2 separate regions of the Anas platyrhynchos genome follow, and region 2 is linked to region 1. The links are chromatin contacts, called in public Hi-C maps. All regions are on one chromosome and are shown on one strand. The core of a region is the stretch at or near the end of the contact, and the rest is flanking DNA. Distances in the headings are between cores, read along the strand shown. Region 1 holds the start of B3GAT2 (beta-1,3-glucuronyltransferase 2). Region 2 overlaps SMAP1 (small ArfGAP 1).

Evidence for each region. A called contact is a pair of places that touch in the nucleus more often than the background predicts.
Region 2: a contact with region 1 is called in a Hi-C map of subcutaneous adipose tissue, with 2.9 times the contacts expected there. The contact joins the enhancer-like site here to the promoter of B3GAT2 in region 1. A contact is called at or near these places in 3 of 8 Hi-C or Micro-C datasets (liver, skeletal muscle and subcutaneous adipose tissue).

The regions. Positions count from the first base shown.
Region 1 is chr3:89,820,909-89,826,516 of IASCAAS_PekinDuck_T2T, reverse strand. It overlaps B3GAT2 (beta-1,3-glucuronyltransferase 2), which reads right to left and starts at 3,361. Exons shown (of 4, transcript XM_038176568.2): 1 at 2,813-3,361. The coding sequence starts at 3,346.
Region 2 is chr3:89,914,669-89,920,276 of IASCAAS_PekinDuck_T2T, reverse strand. All of the region lies in intron 1 of SMAP1 (small ArfGAP 1), which reads left to right. Among named protein-coding and RNA genes, the nearest start is that of SMAP1, 12 kb to the left of the region's middle. Within about 2 kb of position 3,331, at least 3 of the 8 cell types and tissues checked have an H3K27ac peak or open chromatin away from gene starts, as enhancers often do.

The sequences.
Region 1 (5,608 bases), core at 2,112-4,611:
AATAAATGACAAAACAATACACCAGACCCAGCAGCACTGAAGTAAAAGCATGATTTTTCACCTGAGCACCGTTACACTCTCAGGTGAAAAGAGCTGGGGATAACTTAAAGAAGCCACGCCTCCACTCCTGGAAATATTTCTTGATCATAACCGTAGCCACACTTAGCTCTCCAAGTAATTTTACAACCCCTGAGCCAATTGCTCCTTTCCCCAAAGCCTTTTCATGAGGATTAGCCCGAGCTCAGCCAGCGGGCAATACAGTAGCAGTGGAAAGACACCAGCTACAACTAAACATGCTCAGCCCCCTCCAGCCTGACAGCGAGGAAGTACTTTTGCCAGTCAAACACTAAGCTACACACACACGTGCCAGTGTATGTCCTACAAAATAAACCATTATAAAAGCACCAGATTTACTGCAGATGGTGACACCAACCTGCATCCAGCTGGCACATCCCCTGCCCCTTTCTGACTACATATATAAACGAACAGACCTGTGAGTGAAACACACACTTGACACCACCCCACCCATCCCTTGGCCTGGGGCTGGAGGCCACCCAGCCAACGCAGGTGGGACCAGCACTTGGAGCTCCTCTCTCCTTGCTCCATGTTTGCACTGCTCTCCCAGGTAAGCAGACTATAGTTAATCAGACCTCGGGATTAGGCAACTGCCCATCTGGAGAATCCACCTGGTAAGGTAACCAAGAGCAGGCAGAAAACACCTCCCTCCCAGGCTTCTTTACACCACTTCCACGACGGAGTTACTGCTGGAGTCCTTCTGCATGCAACACGTTCTGAAGTTGCTCTTTTTGTGCTTGGAGAAGAGAAGCACAGTTTACCCCCATAAATCAATCAATCCCTGAAGGAGAGAGCAGGATTTACTACAGAGCTGTCAAGCCAGAATCCGTAACCACAGAGAAGTTGTTTTTTTCCTTCCTTTTTTTTTTTTTTTTTTTTTAGACAAGAAATAAAATTTCAAGCAGTGCCTAGACTGAAAACAAGGCTACTAGCTCCCTCCAAATGTAACCTCCCACTTGTCAGAAAGGCACATCCAGCCGGCAAATGCTGCCAGGAGACTTTGGTTAACTTGGCCAGGCCGACAAGACATTTATTCCTGGAGTTACTGTCAGTGGCATCCCAGAGACCTGCCCCACACACCGCCCATCGGCAGTGCCAGGCGACAGTGGTAGCTGGAGCAGGAGCTCTTCCTCGGCTCCTGCACTGGAGCTTTCCAGCTGCTACCTCTCACAAGGAGAACTCATTCATTTGTAGGATTCAAAACAAACACCTCCTGCACAGTGGCTGAACCCTGGTCAAAGAGAAGCCGTGGGGCTGCGCAGCTGCAGGTGTGAGGTTACTGCTCCTGCCAGCAGGAGGGAGCACAGGTCGCCTGCTCCATTGGTAATTTCTAAGGTCAGCCCTTCAGACATTTATTCCTTTGCCTTCATGCATTCTGTGACCGAGAGATCACTTGTAGCTTTTCATTTCATCATCCACAACAATTAGAACAACAGTACAGGGAATAATAAAAGAATAAATCTGGCACAGACCCCAATAGCTGTGGGCCACTCAGGTGACACGCCTGCCATGCTGTTCCTTTAGTTTGCCCTAAACACTTGCACTCCAAAAAAAGTAGAGATTCACCTCCAGGTATTTTCTCTCACACTACTTGTGGTGTGAAAGTGCATTTTCTGAATCAATTCACAGAGTCCCTTAGAAAGAATGAGGTTAGTTTCACATCTCCGAGCAGAGACGGGCACTCCCATCCCACTGATGATCAGTATATGGGATTACTCCGCCTCATAACACCCCCAGCACAGCCGTGAGATCTTAAGGAAATCAAGCACAGCAGGGGCTTAGCCCCCAGGCAGAGGTCCCCCAATTAGCAGTTTTGATGCCAAATGCTAAACTGGGAACTAGGGCATCTCTGCTCAACGGGACCTCGTACCTGTCAACACGCAGACAGTGGAAGCGGATGCGCTACAAATCTAAACACAAGCCAACATAAGCATTTCTAAAATAACCCGCTCTGGGGAATTTCACGTGCTTCACATTTCTGTGCGCCACGATCCTCTTAGCCTACCAAGAGGAAAACATCTGAGGGAGCACGATGCCTGTGAAGTGCAGATCGGGGCTGCTCGCTGCTCTACACCGCACCGCCTGCCGGGGAGAGGCAGGGCTCAGGATCCGTCCCGAGCCCTTCACCTTCCCCACCTGCCTGCCAGCCTCCTGTCCCGTCCCCTTCCCACGCCATCCTGCCAAGGTTACCCTCCCAAATGTCACGGGAGATGTGAGTGCTCGTCCTGCTGCTGCTTTACATCCATTAATTATTATTAAGCATCCCTCCTTCCTGCCAGGGGAAATGAGACAGAAAGCCGGATCACCTCCCCCAAATCCTCACCAGTTCCCACCGAGAGGGAGCAAAGCCCTTCACCGGGGGGCTGAAAGCACATTTCTTCATGAAGGAGCCTGCCGAAGGGCTGGTTGGTCCTTACGGGGACAGCCTGCTGCTGCTCGTAGGGGCTGCTTGTAGGGGCGGGGGGCTCGGGGAAGTCGGGGCGGCAGGGGACGGCCCCGAAGGAGGGACGGGGCAGCTCGGTGCCTGGCCCTGGAGCACTTTTTTGCCTCCGGGCAGCGAGAGCACAGCCTGGGGGACCCGAAACTTGCCGGGAGGAGCAGAAAACCCCTCCGCAAGTTGGCGGGGTGCCCCAAAACACCGCGGCGGCGCGGGGCGTCGGGGCTGGGGCAGAGGGCTGGGGGAAGGAGGGAGGAGATTTTCGGGGGGGGGACGCTGCCCGAGGGGAGCCCCACGCACCTCGTGGAAGAGCTCCAGGCTGTAGGTGTTGTCGTCGTCGGCGAAGAAGAGCACCCCGGGCTGCGGGGGGGGCAGGTGCTGGTGGCGCTGCCGCAGCCAGGCCAGGCCGGCGTTGCGCTGCTCGGTGGCCCGGGGCAGCCCCGGCCTCTTGTAGCGCCGGGGCGTGGGGACGTGCAGGTGGGTGCAAGGCAGCCCGGCCGCCGCCACGAAGCGGCTCACCAGCTCGCTGCGGGCCGCCGCGTCCTCCACCAGGATCCAGTGGAGCCGCGACACCTGCCGGAGGGTGTTGGCCAGCCGGGTCAGCTCGGCCTTCTGCACCGGGCGGCTGTAGGTGGGCGTGATGGCGTAGATGGTGGGCAGCGCCGCCTCGGGGCCGCGCACACCCACACCGGACCCCCCCCCAGCCCCGCCATCAGCCCCGGCTCCGGCCCGCGGGGGCAGCGGCGGGCGGCTGCTGTCGATGTCCAGCACGATGATGACCACGAGCACCCAGGGCAGCAGCAGGAGGAAGCGGCCGAAGAGCAGGGACTTCATGCTGCAGCCCCCCCCCCCCCCCCGCCCCACACTCAGCGCCGCCCCATGGACGGCAGCGGGGGCGCTCAGCGCATGGCCGCCCCCAAAACCCACCCCTCGGGGCGCCGGTGTCCCCCCTCTGTGCTCCCCCGGTGCCCCCCGGTCTCCCCCCGCTGCCCCTCGAAGACCCCCGGTGCCCCCCGACGGGGGCAGCAGCGCGGCCCCGCCGCCGCCGCCCCTCTACCAGCGCCCTTCCTCCTCCTCCTCCTCCTCCCTCAGCATCGCCGCGGCTCCAGGGGGGCTCCGGGGAGCGAGGCTGCTCCTCCGCCGCTTCCCCGGGCGGCTCTGACGGGGCGGGGAGGCGGCGGGGAGGCAGCGGAGGGAGGGTCCCCGCGGGCGGCTCCGGGGGGGCTCCCGCCCCGCTCCGCCCCGCTCCGCTCCGCCGGCCTCCCCCCGGGCTCCGAGGCGGGGCACCGGGCGCCCCCGGGGGGCTGCGGCTCCCCCCGGACCCCTCGCAGCCCCCCGCCAACTTCTGCCGCCGCCCCCCGACGGCCCCGAGCCCCCCGCCGGCGGCGCTTCCCCCTCCAGCGGGCTGGGTCAGCCTAATTCATTTTATTTCTCCCTCTCTTTCTCCTTCTCCTTCTCCTTCCAGGGGCAGAGCGGGTCGGAGCTCGGCAGGAGCCCCGAGTTGTGCATAAGGCGCCGGTTCCTACTCCAGATCCCCCTCGGGTCCCCCCGACGGCCGTGGCCCGGAGCCCTCTCGGCGGCACCCCCGGGCCCTTGCCGCTCGGAGGGGGGGGCTCCGGGAGCAGGGGGCAGCACCTGCTGCCGGCACCTGTCTGAATCCCGTTTCGCTGCTTTCCCCCCGTCTTTTCCTTTGCCTCATCTCCGAAGAGCTCGGAATGACGTGAGAGCCCCTCTGTAAATCGTTCGTGTATGGGAATTTGCTAAGAGCCCACCTTTCTGCACTTAGCTTGAATAAAAGGCATTCACCGAGTGCCGTAGCACGCCTGAAATGCATGATCTAAAGCCCCCGGGAATAATCCCTCAGCGAGGAAGTTCCCCGTGCATTTTGCAGCACTCGCTGCTGTCGCAGCTGAAGACCTGCTTACAACTGGAGCTGAACGCTTCAGCCTTCGTCTTGCACAAAAACACGGGGGCACAGAGCGAGTATTTACAAAGTGGGGAACCCTCCTCGGTTCCCTGACTAAGCCATTTCCCTCTTTATAGACCAAACTGTGGGCTCACCAACTTCTGGGCGATTTGAGATCAGGAGCAGAGTGATTCATCGCCGAAGCACTGACTTATCAGTGGGAATGGTGTGGGCTAGAGAAATTGATAGTGTCTTCACATCAGCCTCCTTGTCTCAAACTGCTCCTTTCATTTCTGCCTTATATGCATCCTTCACATTTGCATGTGTATTACCAGCGCAGATAATGTAGATGCTGCGTCCATCTATCACTCATATCTCTGTAGCGATCAATTTGTTACCCAAAAGGACATATTAACCCAGAGGGCTCGCCCACAGGAAGGACGTCGAAGTGATGTAATATAAGCTGAAATGCTCGGGAAAGTGGGGGTGACACATGGCCACGCACTGAATATCTAAATGAGGAAACATCTGTGTAGCTGAGAGGTAATTGGAGTTAGCATGTTCAGTCGGGAAGTGGAAGGCTTGTTATGTGATTAATGAAATAACATGGAACAATGCAGCAGCCACAAATAGTTCGATATATCCCAACCAAACGCGTCTCAGACATGAAATTACAGTTGCCCATTTTGTGCTGATGCAGTTTATCTAGAGGACAATAATCTAAATAACATCTCTCCCCAGTGAATGAACATACCCTTGTTTTCTCATTTATAGTACGGTCCTGCTTACAGAGAGATTCATTCAAGTGATGCAACGTATGTGTGAAAGCCACATGCCAGCGAGCTGCTGTTTGTGCTCCTTTGGAAGCGGGGAGTCTGTTGGAAAAGGGAACTCAAGGCTCGTAACTTCCAGCCATTGTGTTACTGCGTCAGCACCCTAAAAACCTGCTGGGGCAGAACGTGGAAACTAAGGGTTACAAATGAAGGTGTTTAATTAGCGCTCTTCGCAGAGCCTGCAGCCTTTTTTCGGCCAAAAATAGTCTTTGGTGGACTTCGAGTCCGTATTCAGAGCTTAGCCTGGGGAGGATGCCTAATAGTTTATGGCTATAAAACCTCGATAAAGGTAGCAATAAGAATAGCTGGGTGTAATTGCAGCGGTTTAGGAAGGAGCACAAACTAAGCCAGCACCAG
Region 2 (5,608 bases), core at 2,082-4,581, 94 kb before region 1:
GTGCTATCAGTGCTGTATCAGCGATGCTCTCGATGCTTAGCTATCAATTTCTAAAAACTTTTGTAAGACCTTACTATTCCCTAAATTATCTTTTGTTTTTGAATTACAGAAGGAATATAAATTGTTCACTTTAAAAACAATAAGCCTTTCAGCAGTTCCTTGCTGACAAGGGAAAAATTGCAGTCAAGACCACCTCCAGAAGCCTCTTACCAGTATGTAACATGCTCCATGGCCGTGTCGTCTTAGAAAACCCCAGATGCTGTTCAGAGGAAATGACTGCTCGCAAGCTTCTTTCTCGCGGCTTGAACTCTGACACGAGCAGTGCTTTTTCTCTTTGCAAACAAACAGGCCGAGTGAAATCAGAGCACTGCTCCTTAACCAAACTGGAATTTGATTTCTGGAATTGCTGGCTTATTGCACATGGCCGGGTTGGCACCGCTGACGTTTCCCATGCCAAAGGGTTTGCTTTTTGCCTTTCCAACGGGGATGCTGCGGTATGCTCCTAGCCTGTGAGGCTGAGAGGAACGCTGGGGCAGTGTCCCGTGCACAGTGTTTCAATGGGGAATGTGTTTATTTAAACATCATCATCTTAGAAATAAGATGAGCAGGAAATCTTGGTGATACTTTGGGAATAAACCTCCCAAAAGCCATTCTTGATCTCTCTTTTCTGTTAATATCCCATGAAGACTGGCGGGCCGCATATGGGATGGATGGATGTGTATAACTTCACACTGAACTTGGAAATACCGTGTTTTCATTTGGTAAACAACTTAGCGTTTGCATCAAATCATTCCCTAATGTTTGGTGACATTATTATTGTTATTTATTTTGGAAAAACAGACACCTCGTGGTTGTAGCCAATCAAACTCAGACTTTCAGTAACTGGCTGTTAGTAAGGCCAAAATACTTGGATTCCATCTCTTACAAAATTTCTTATCTAGTAGCAATTTGGCATGAGTAGAATGCTGTTCATTTCAAGAACAAACTGCCTTTTCCTGTGTATCCTCAACAGCTGTAAGTAGCCAGTCCTGATTTGCGTACTGCTCATATTCCTAAGAAGCTTCCCAAATACAGAGTTTGATGTTTGAATTGTTGTATGACTTGAGTGTACTCCAGAGTTAACGTAGTCAGAGCTTTGATTTTTTTTTATTTTCCATTGAAGCTCTGTGTGGTTATCAGGTAAGTCAACTGAATCAGGTACACTTTATTTTGTGGCTTATACAGAACTAGAATAAGTTTCATGTCATTGTGGTACCGTTCTAGTTAAGGCTTTATACACTTGTTGGAATAGGGATGCTGTCTTTCTTTAAAACACTTAACACTTACTGATGCTGTGGAAGCAAGCATTAGTGAGCTGAAGGGCTAATTAAAACAGGCTGATAAGGATTTCTCTCCCAGTTGCAGAGGTGGGGCAGGCTGCGCAGGGGGAGAGTCTTGTTCAGAAAGCCGCTGCATGGCTGCTTCAGAGTTGGGAATAAAACCAAGCTTAGGGGCGTTGTGGATGACTTCAGTGAAAAATGGTTATCCAGATGGAAGAGACAAACTTGAGGGAATCCTGTCCTTGAAGCTCTATGCCACTTACCAGATTTTGGCTAACAGTAGCAAACTTTAAGTTTGTTCTCAGGTCCTGGCCTTGACTGTGTCAAAATCACCCCAAATCCTGCTTTGAGAATAGCAAGGTCTAAGGGAGGCATAAACTAAGGACTGGAGCCACCCTCAGACCTGAACCTGTCCCGTGGCAGAAGCAGCTCCGCCTTGCATGTGGATGGGATAAGGTAACTGGTGTGATAACACCACGAGATGTTTGCATAGTTTGCTGGTAATTGTATGTAGCCTGCTGGAAATGGTGATGTGACCTCTCCTTTTCCTGATGGAGGAAGAGTCTCACGATCAGGACTGAGCTTCAGTGAAACCTGTTGTAAATCTGCCTTTGGTCCTCTTTCCTACTTGGTCACTGAATGTCCCAAGTGTCATGTTTGTCACAACTGTCAAAGTACAGGCTTATTACTAAGCCAGCTATGAGAGATTTCTAATAACGATTTGGAACAACCCGTTCTGTGGTTCTGCAGATCTGTTTAAGCTACAAACTTCTGTCACCTTTTTTTTTCAATATAAAAGAGCTTTTTGCTGGGTGCTTTCACATCTGAAAAGAACAAGAAGAGTGCACTCATGTGATTTTCTTAGCCTTTGAGTATAAAGGTAAAGCAGGGAAGCCTGTGCTGCACAGGAAAAGAAAGAGCTTACTGTGGGGAAAGGCAGGAGAATGAGCGTACTGTGGCACAAGATTGCTTCAGGCTGTTTGTTCCCTTTAATCAGGAACTAACCCAGTGCAGCAGGTGGTAGGTAAATAGTCCCATATCTTCTGTTTGTAAAGACTAAAGGTTCAAGGTCCTCGAAGAAGTCTTTATTCAAGAGTAAAGATTCATGTGTTGTGGTTCTTGCACAATTTCCCTTGCGTAAAGACCTTTGTGTAAGATCCTCAAGATTTTTGCTCTTTCTGAGATCCTGTCCTTAATTCACAAAATCCGATGTATTTCTTCACGGCTTCTTCTTCCTGACTTGAAGACTTAACTGATTGAATAGGCATGATTAAGATTGTAGTTGCATTATTTTTTGGTTCTGGGGTGCTTTTTGTGTGCATGTTTTGTGTTGTGTGTGTGTGTGTGTGTGTGTGTGAGAGTCTGAACCATACGTGGTAGGAGGTAGTGGATGGGATTCTTCTTTCCGGGGATCTGAGCAGCTTCCAGTGGGGCTGGTAAGAGAGTCTCTGAAAGAGCAGGGAAATACTGAACGCATGTGACAGTACTAGTGCTGCTTTTGAGCATTTTAGTCTCATCTTGATTTAATCCCTGTCTCAAGTGCGTTGCCTTGAGGGGAGGAACTGATAGGAGTCTCTGTGGTTCTGCCTCGTATTTTTCTTCTTCCCCGTGTGGCCAGTGGAGGCAGGACTCTTGTGTTAGTGGTGCTGCTTGTTGAACCACACAAAATACAACTGCTGCTTACATATTTTTCTGTTTTCTATATATCTGATACATAAGAACGCTTGTTTTCTGTTCCCAATTGTTATCTGAATCTCACCATGGGGAAGTGAGAGATGCTTCTGGAAAATGTTCATGGGTAACTTCATTGAAGTCTGGAGTAGCAGAGCACTTACATGGCCCAGATTGCGTGGGGAAGTCGTGGAGAGAGCACTGCACGAGCACGCTGACGTGGTGCAGCCACCCAGCCTTTGGTGAAGCTTTGGCAGAAGAAGTGACTCTTCAGGAACTGGCTGGTGACCATCAGCAGTGTAAATCTCCTTGCAGTTAATTCTCTATTCCACAAGATGGAGCCAGTTATTTGACAAATACAGTCTGTCAGCCAGCTGTGCTTTTTGGAGGCAGAGCAGTGTACTCCTAGTCGGTGACATTGGAGCAAAGGGAAGAGCCACGGAGCCGGACTGTGGCAGAAGGCATGGATGATGCTGGCCTGGAGAAGTTTGCTGTGGACTATTTTGAGATGCACAGGAGTTAGTGCTCTGTTACCTGTAATATTTGCCTTCTTTCCTTCTAGATTTTATTTTTTTTGATATATCTGTGTGGGAAGTGCTCCTGCCCTTGGCTAAGCGTGTAGCTGTATTTCGACTTTGGACCTGCAGGAGCTGATGGACCTCGGCCCGTGGTACCGCTTGTGATGCACTGGAACGCGTCCAGTTTAAATAACACAGAGGAGAAACATACCATCAGAAATCATGCCCTGGAAAGGGAAAAGTGGGAAAATCTTTGAAACCTGTTCAGGGAAAGCATCTGGTTCAACAGAAAAACACATGAAAATGATGGCTATTTTTCACAAAATTCATACTTGGAAATCATCTTAGAATATGCGTCGTGTGAAGACAGATCACTTCAGCAGCTTAAAAATTGGATGAAAATCAACTTATGTGAAGATTTGTGTTTAAAATTGTCAGTGGCTTTCAGGCGCTTTATTGCTTTTTAAAAGCAGCTGAATTCTGATGTTGAGATATTCTCATCTTTTGGGAGCTGTGGATGTTTTTGCAAGCAGGGAGAAGTTCTGTGCAGTAACTATATAGGGGCATGGATGTTTACTGGAAGAGGGGGGAAAAAAAGCTCCCCAGTTTGCTTCTGAAATTCCCAAGTTACCTGGCAATTTCTAGCAAGAACACTTGAGACGTGTCAGGAAATGTGGAGCCCTGTGGCTGTACTAATTTCATTCTAAAAGTCCAAATGGTCTCTAATAAAAGACTACTTAAATACTTGAAGTATGTCGTGTTCAGTGATGTTTCTGTGCATCTGGTTAAATTCTAGTTTCTGATCCCAACCTGACCCCGTTCCTGGATGCCGGTGAATCCGGCTGTGGCTGACCCCGGTGAGCAGCCAAACGTGCACCCGAGCTCTCACTCCCCTCTCCTGTGAAATGGGGACAAAACAGGAGGGTGAACAGACTTGAGGGTTGAGACAGTGACAGCTGAATAAGGAAAGGAAAAAGCCCTGTGCACAAGGGAAACCGAGGAGTTCATTCACTGCTTCCCCTCGGCAGGCAGCTGTCCGGCTGCTTCATGGAAGGCAGGCCCTCAGTACACATATCAGCTGTATGGGAAGACAGACCCTATAACCACGTATGTCCTCTCTTCCTCCTCCTCTCCTGGGGCTTTTCCTGCTGGGTGCAGTGGCACAGTGCAGGATGTGGCCCAGAGAAAGCTAGCTGGCCCAGCCACTTCCAACCCCGGGGAAACGTCACTTGCTTTTTTTCCAGTTAACATCCAGGAATCCAAATTAATTCATGTGAATGTGCAACATCGCAAATACAAGTTTCTGTTCGGGTTTTATGACGCTTGTAAAGCTTAAATTTCAAATTGAAATTTTATTGCCTTTCTGCTTCTTCAGCTACAAACACAACCAAATCTGCACGATAAGCCACGTGTGGTTGTATTCAGTACTGGTTATTGTAATGGTTAATTGCTAATGTCAGACCATCCTAACAAAGACTGCCAAATGTTCACAAGAATAACCTAGTCGTGGTAAGTTTTCTAGAAAATAGGAGGTAGCAGCTGGCCTTACCTAACTACCTAGTAAGAACTGAAAAGTAAACTTAAGTCTAATCAATAGACAACATAGAAGAGGAAAAGTTTAAATGAAACAAATAGTTCTCATCTTTGAAGCAGCAATCTGCCTTTGGATTAGTGTTTCCTTGGGTGTACCCAGATAGTGTTTGAGAGGCTTCATGGACTGCTGGAAGGGGCCACTGTAAGCACATTGCACTAAAAGTCTTGTGGCTTTTCTACCTGCCTTGTCTTTAGCCTGTGATGAAAGAGGTGGAAGATATTTTTAAGCAGTTAACTGTATCTTAAACGGCAGAAGTTATTTGAAGTGGATTTGGTATCAGAAATGGTACCCTGATAGCAGCAACATAGCAAGTTGGTGAAGTTCAGCCCAGCCATTCCAGTAAGAAGCTTGTATTAAATGGCTTTCAAATGAAGAAAATTAACTATTATTTTAAAACCTATACCAGATAACATTTCCTACTAGTGTTGGCCAGCTGGAGTTGCACTATATCATGGCAGTTCTTGACAGGCGAGGTTGCTTTGTTACTGCCATGTGAAGGTGTTTTA